2 separate regions of the Mus musculus genome follow, and region 1 is linked to region 2. A link is a contact called in public promoter capture Hi-C data. All regions are on one chromosome and are shown on one strand. Each heading gives the region's core, a stretch centred on a gene start, on an enhancer-like site or on the middle of the called end of the contact. The rest is flanking DNA. Distances are from core to core; before and after follow the strand shown. Region 1 overlaps Bbs9 (Bardet-Biedl syndrome 9 (human)). Region 2 has its middle 8.2 kb from the start of Pigyl.

What was found. Promoter capture Hi-C pulls out the DNA fragments that hold promoters and counts their contacts.
Region 1: a contact with region 2 is called in a promoter capture Hi-C map of liver, with 2.6 times the contacts expected there. The contact joins two enhancer-like sites. A contact is called at or near these places in 3 of 39 promoter capture datasets (liver, neutrophils and pre-B cells) and 1 of 115 datasets of contacts at active chromatin or transcription factors (double positive thymocytes).

Annotation. Positions count from the first base shown.
Region 1 is chr9:22,491,148-22,494,305 of GRCm38.p6, forward strand. The region is part of intron 2 of Bbs9 (Bardet-Biedl syndrome 9 (human)); the gene reads left to right. Among named protein-coding and RNA genes, the nearest start is that of Bbs9, 17 kb to the left of the region's middle. Within about 2 kb of position 1,679, at least 2 of the 459 cell types and tissues checked have an H3K27ac peak or open chromatin away from gene starts, as enhancers often do. A contact at or near this core is called in liver, where this site is marked.
Region 2 is chr9:22,163,374-22,166,800 of GRCm38.p6, forward strand. No RefSeq gene overlaps it. Among named protein-coding and RNA genes, the nearest start is that of Pigyl, 8.2 kb to the left of the region's middle. Within about 2 kb of position 1,663, at least 232 of the 459 cell types and tissues checked have an H3K27ac peak or open chromatin away from gene starts, as enhancers often do. A contact at or near this core is called in liver, where this site is marked.

The DNA of each region.
Region 1 (3,158 bases), core at 429-2,928, 330 kb after region 2:
TGAATGTACCTACCTGCCCCCTTATCATCCTTTTTTTTTTTTTTTTTTTGAGATAAAGTTTCACTGTGTAGTCCAGGCTGGCCCGATCTCACTCTGGTCCTCCTGGGTTTGGGATTACAAGTGTGTGCCACTATACCTGGTGTTTCTCTTTATAAGTAGCGTGCAGACAGCAGGCTGGCAGAAGTGTCCTTGCCTCTGTTTTATTTATATCGTGTGGGCTTTGTTCATGCTGTGATATTACTTGGTGGAATTAGTAGACAAATCACATAGCACCATTCGGTTTGCTTCCACATAGGGTGGTCTAGGGTTGAGGTAGTAAGATACGGAATCTGAAAAATTCCTTTTCGAAATCCTTTACAGCAGAAACAATGTGCTCTTCTAGTGGAGCGCGAAAGCATCGATGCCATGATGAGGACACACGGATTCTGCTACTGAGGGGAGACAGTCGCTGCGCCATTGCTTTCATTTTGCTTTAGAGAAACCAGCTACTGTCCTAGCCTTACATTGCTTGCTTCTCTGCATAGTCATGTGTTCAAGTCTTTAAAAAGGGTCAAGTTCTATATAGTTACAGTGTGAAATTAGTGCTATGTTTGAATAACTTGTGTATCACAAGCATGGTGGCATGCAGGCAGACACAGTACTGGAGGAATAGCTGAGAGTTCCGCATTCAGATCTTCAGACAGTGGGAAGAGAATGCCCCTGGGCCTGGCTTAGGCTTTTGAAACCTCAAAGACGATCTCCAATGTCATACTTTCTCCAATAAGGCCATCCCTCCTAATTCTTTCAAATAGTGCCACACCCTTGTGACCAATCATTCAAATTTGTGATCCTGTGGACACCATTCTCATTGAAACCACCACAGTCTGGTAGAGAAGGATCCTAGGACAATTTATATTAGAGGCAGGAGAGATGACTCAGTGGTTAAGAGCATATAGTGCAGTTGCAGGGTATTTGATCACAGTGTGTTGTTTACTGGGAAAAAAAAACTGTTTCTGGTTGTGGTGTGTGGCTCATCCCTTAGTACAGTACACACCTTTGATTCATCTGTCTGGAATATAGACACGCTTAGTATACACCTCTAATCTCAAACAATGAAGGTAAAGTTAGTTTGTAGATGGACGCACCCATGTTTAAAAGTGATTGTCTAATAGAGTGGCAGAAAAGTGACAAACCAGAGAAAGATTTGATAGAATAGAATACACCCAACTCTCATGTGAAGAGAGAGGAAAGGGAAGCTACTTATGAAAGAGCAGTGTGGTTGGGGTGAGATAGAGAGAGAGTGAGCAGGTTTACCAGGAGAGTTTTGCAGAAGCAAGCTAGACACAGGTGAAGGCAGAGTGAGCCAGAGAACGAGAAGGAGCCAGAAGATTAGAACATGTTGTCAAAGTTAGTATGAGGCCAAGCAGAGCGGTTTAGTGAGAAACTGAGAGAAGCCATATTGAATCAGCCAGCTTTGAGTGGAGTTAGAGCCAAACAGCTGAGTTGAACCAGCCAGCCGGGGATCAGAAAGAACTGGGGAAGGTGTGAACTTATTCAGTAGCAAGTCTCAGAGGCTGAAAACATCTGAGGCCTAGATGTGATTGTATGGAGGCCAGAAGCTTCCAGGACTAGGTCTAAGTTAACAGATGGAGGCAGTAAGCTTCGGAGATGACAGTTATATCAGGTGAATAAAAGTCACATTTGCACAATGTTTGTCCAGAGGGCAGGTTTCAATTCCCCGAAGTTATTTGGCAGCTTACAATTGTCTGTAACTTCAGTTCCAGGAAATTTGATGCTGTTTTCTGGCCTCTGTGGGCACCAGGCACACATGTAGCCCACAGACATGTGTACATGAAGGCAAAACTTGTTGTTTACTGGAAAAAAAAAACCTGTTCATTTAAAGTTCATATTAGGTATATGGGGTATAACAGCAATGATAATAGACAGACTGTCATTGGTCATGTGACTCTGATTCTGACTTATGTGTGACAATGGGCAAGAAGTTGTGACTGTCTAGAAGCTTGTGGTGGCCGTTTTTCACTGACCTGAAATGTTTATGCTTGTAAGTGAGGGAAAAGGCCTTAAGTAATGTGATAAATGTGCTTTCTTAAACTATTACTCAAGGAGGTGGGGAGAAGGCAGAAGTGGTCTTAATGGCTTTTCAGTTAATGCTTCCCAGGCAATCTCATTTGAATGAATGGATTTATCATAGCTTGAAATCTGTGAGTAAAACCTTAATCTGAGATCTGGTTATTGTAATAGGCAGGCCTTTTAAAAATCATAAGTTTACAATTTTCTTTTGAACTTAGGTTATTATCTGTGGACTTGACCATTCTCATTGCCTCTGATTTTTCAATTTTATTATTTTTATTATTTTATTTTGCCTTCATGTATGTCTGTGTACCATGTGTGAGCCTGGTACCCTCAGAGGCCAGAAAAGAGCACAGGATTCAGATCCCCCGGAACTGGAGTTAAAGAAGATTTAGAGCAACTGTGTGGGTGCTGGGAATAGAACCCAGGTCCTCCAGAAAGGTGACAAAGGCTCCAACTGCTGAGCTGTCCCCCTAGGCCTCCACCTCTGATTTTTGAAGGGCTCAATTGAAATCAAGTCTTAGCTATTTGGTGAGGTATGATGGGTGTGATGGTGTCTAAGGCATGACAGCATGCAAGGGAACTCGATAAGGAACGAGCTTTCCAGACTCTAGTAATTTTGTTATGAACCCATAGCCCCGTTATTTCTGATCAATATCATTACTTTTACCTAAGAGAGCCAAGATTTGTCTACTTTGTGTTACTACAGTTTAAAAGCCAAAGAAATTGTCTTTGGATTTGATTCTTAGTGATAAGTTCCACTGATATAAATGTTAATTCTTTCTGCAGAGTCTGACTTTTTGATCTTCAAATGTACCATAGATGTGTTTTAAATTATCCAGTGTCTGTAGAAAAAGCCAACTTTCATATGTTGTCATTTCTCCTTTTAGTCTGGGTGGCCAATGGCAGCAGATGACTAGTCCACCAGAGGGTTATGGGTAATGCTCATGTGCTGCTTTGTTTCTGTCAACTTGATATGAACCACAGTCACCTCACTGAGAGTGAGGGACTCTCAATTCAGGAGTTAGCTCTATCAGAGTGGCCTGGAACGTGTATGCGGGGCATTTTCTTGATCAATGATGGGTGTT
Region 2 (3,427 bases), core at 413-2,912:
GAAAGCAGCACCACACTGGGCCTTTTTATTTTCTTAATCCCTGGGGACTGAACCCAGGGATTCTTGAATCCTAGGCAAGGAAGGACTCTGTTAACTGAAGTTACATCTCTGGTTTCCTCACAGGCATTCTGCCCTTAGTAATGAGCAGTGGGTGTTTTCTGAAGGGTTATTGACTGGGAAACCGGACAGGCTGATAACATCTGCACACCGGAGCTCGGACCACACCGGTGTTCCTCTGTATCTACACCGCCGAGGCTTCTCGAGGTAACAGATCTGCAGATGGGATCATCCACCCCGAACTTCCCTTTGCTGTCCTACAAAACCCCAAGCTCTGACCCCAAGCCATAAAATTATTTTCATAGCTACTTCATAACTATGACTCTGCTAGTGTTATGAATTGTAATGTAAATATCCTTCATTGTCCTGGCCAAAGGACCTCTGTGGAGGTCCGCCTCTTACTTTCCATCGATCCTGTTCTAAAACTTTTAGTAGTTTGAGATGAACAAAAGCAAGCTCAGAGTTCCTGAAAGACAACACAGGTGATCTATTAATACCGTCATGACCCGTCTACCGAAAAACTAATGGGACCACACTCCTTAGTGACTCAGAAAGGTGTCCTGGTGGCCCATGAAAGAAATTTGAGTACTCAGGGAGTTGGAAGCCAATGACTAGAGGTAGAGCCTTTTGGGTAGAGTGGCTACCAGGAAGAAGGCCCTCGGTGACATCCCCAACACACCATAAACCCAGCTGGGTATGAAAGCATACACACCTGTAATCCCAGCGTTCAAGAGACAGAAGGACCAGGAGTTCAAGTACATCCTCGGCCACACAGCTTACTTGAGGCCAGTCTGGGCTACATGAGACCCTATGTCCAAAAAATAAAAAATAAAAAAGCCTTTATGTTTCTCCTCAGTAGCCCCAATCGACTTGAGATTCTAGAGCAATGGTTTCAGCCTTCTTAATGCTGCGACCCTTAAATATAGTTCCTTATGTTATGGTAACCCCAAGCCATACAATTATTTTCATAGCTACTTCATAACTATGACTTTGCTAGTGTTATGAATTGTAATGTAAATATATGTTTTAGCTCGGTGACAGAGGCACACTCCTTTAATCCCAGCAGAGGCAGGCGGATTTCTGAGTTAGAGGCCAGCCTCTACTACAGAGTGAGTTCCAGGAGAGCCAGGGTCATACAGAGAAACCGTGTCTTAAAACAACAAAACAAAACCCTGTGTCTTGTGATGCTCGTAAAACGACCCTTTTTAACAGGGTCTTTCGATCCCCGTCTCCAGCCCCCAAAGGGGTTGCAATCCACAGCAACCTGAGCAATTGTCTTGAGCAAATTTAACCCTAGTTTTTCTCCCCTCGATGCGCAGGGCGAAGGGGCGGGACTGCAGTAACTGTCCAAGGAGACGCGCCGCTAGCCGGGGCGGGACGCTGCCACGCAAAGCCACCAAAGAGACTGAGTCTCTCACTCGCGAGGCTCGGGTGGTCGGGTCTGTCTCGGTAGTTGTCACTCAGGCTGTCTGCCCCCGCCCGGGTCCTGCTGTGCCCTGCGGGGAACCGGGAACCGGGAGGGAGGCATTCTTAGGACCTCCGGGAGGACGCGATGGTGAGTGCAGCCGGGGAGTGACTGCTGCGTGACGCTGCGTCACTCGGGAGTCTGCGCCCCAGTTTGCCACCGGCTCGGCTCGCTTCGGTTTGGCTCCGCCGGGCTCTGCTCTCCGCACCGCCGTGGAGTGGGCGTGGCGGCAGCTGCATCCTGGCTGCTGAGTGTGCAAGAGCTGTGGCCTGAGGGTCCCCAGCCCATCACTGCTCCCTAAGTGGCGCCGACTTCCCCAGTGTTGTCTCTGTTTACCGGAGGTCTCAAATTAGCGACCCTATTCCAGCGTAGCTTTTCAAAATCAGCAGCCAGTGGAGGCCTTCGTTTCCGGTTCCCCCTTTCCACATTTCCAGTAGCAGCAACCCCTCTCCAGGTCACTGTCTTTTTTTTTTTTTTTCTTTCCCCTCTCTCATCCGCCCCCCCCCCCAACCCCCACTCTCTCCGCAGGGTTTCTAGTCTCTTCTAGCCTGGGTTTAAGCGGTACTGGGGGTGGATGCATGGCTTCCAGCCTGCTGGTCAGTACTCTCTCCATGCTAACTCCTCATCCTCTGGTCTTCACCTCCCAAGTCCCAAGTATTTCGATTACAAATCTGTACAATCGCATCTGGTGACTTTTCTACATCCTACACACACACGCTATTTTAATTACAACTTTTCTTTAGGGCAAGGTTGGTTTGGTTGGTTGACTGATCTTTGCAGTGCTGAGGACAGGACCCAGGGCTTTGAGCTTTATCATTGAACTGTATCTCCAGTGTGTGTGTGTGTGTGTGTGTGTGTGTGTGTGTGTGTGTGTATTAGCATGTATGCATTGTACAAGTTTCACTTTGCAATTCAGGATGGTCTCAAACTAATAATCCTGTCTGTCTCAGCTTTCCAGTTGGTGGGGTTACAGGGAAAGGATTCCAGATTTGGCCGAATGGCTGTTACAAAGCTCTGTGTTTTGTTGCTGTCTGCATGAAGCTTTCTGGAACTGTAAGATGTGTAGACCTGCCCTCTCAGTGTCTTCCTGGGCACAGACATTGAAATTAAGGTTTTTTTGAAACCTTTTTCTGGGTCCCTTGCCCTTGAGGTACAACTCCTAAGTACTTCCTTTCCTGGCTGGCTGGTGTCACCTTTAAGGGCGTTACTCGTTTGAGTCGCAGTTTTTCATTAAAAAGGGAAACAAAGGGCTGGGGAGTTGGCTTAGTGATTAAGAGGACCCAGGTTTGATTTCCAGCAGTCACATGGCTGTCCTCAGCTGTCTTTAAAGCCACTGCCTGAGCTCTATCTCCTGCTGACACCCATGCAGACAAAACACCTACATACGAAAAAGTAACACGTGAGACTCAGTGCCCCCCCCTCATGCCACCTGCTGCAAGCTAGAATGGAGGACCCTCTGTGGCACGTGCATGCCAATAAATAAATAAATAAATAAATAAATAAATAAATAAATAATTTAGTTTAGCCGGTCAGTGGTAGTGCACGCCTTTAATCCCAGCACTCGGGAGGCAGAGGCAGGTGGATTTCTGAGTTCGAGGCCAGCCTGGACTACAGAGTAAGCTCCAGGACAGTCATGGTTACACAGAGATACCCTGTCTGGGAAAAAAAAATTAGTTTAAAAACTGTGCAGAAACATAGCTATTAAGCTGTTTCAGGGTGAGCCAAGCCCTGCTAGCAGGGGGTTTTAGGGTGCTTTGTTTCAGCGTGTGTCTCAGTGCTGACTAGGGAGTAGGCAAAGTGGAGGATGCGCTAAGGCTCAGGACTGTGAAGATGTAATCGGCTCTAGGTGCTCATGCCTCTCCCTCCTGTCCGCTCTCTGTCTGTCTTGTCTGTCTGTCTGTCTGC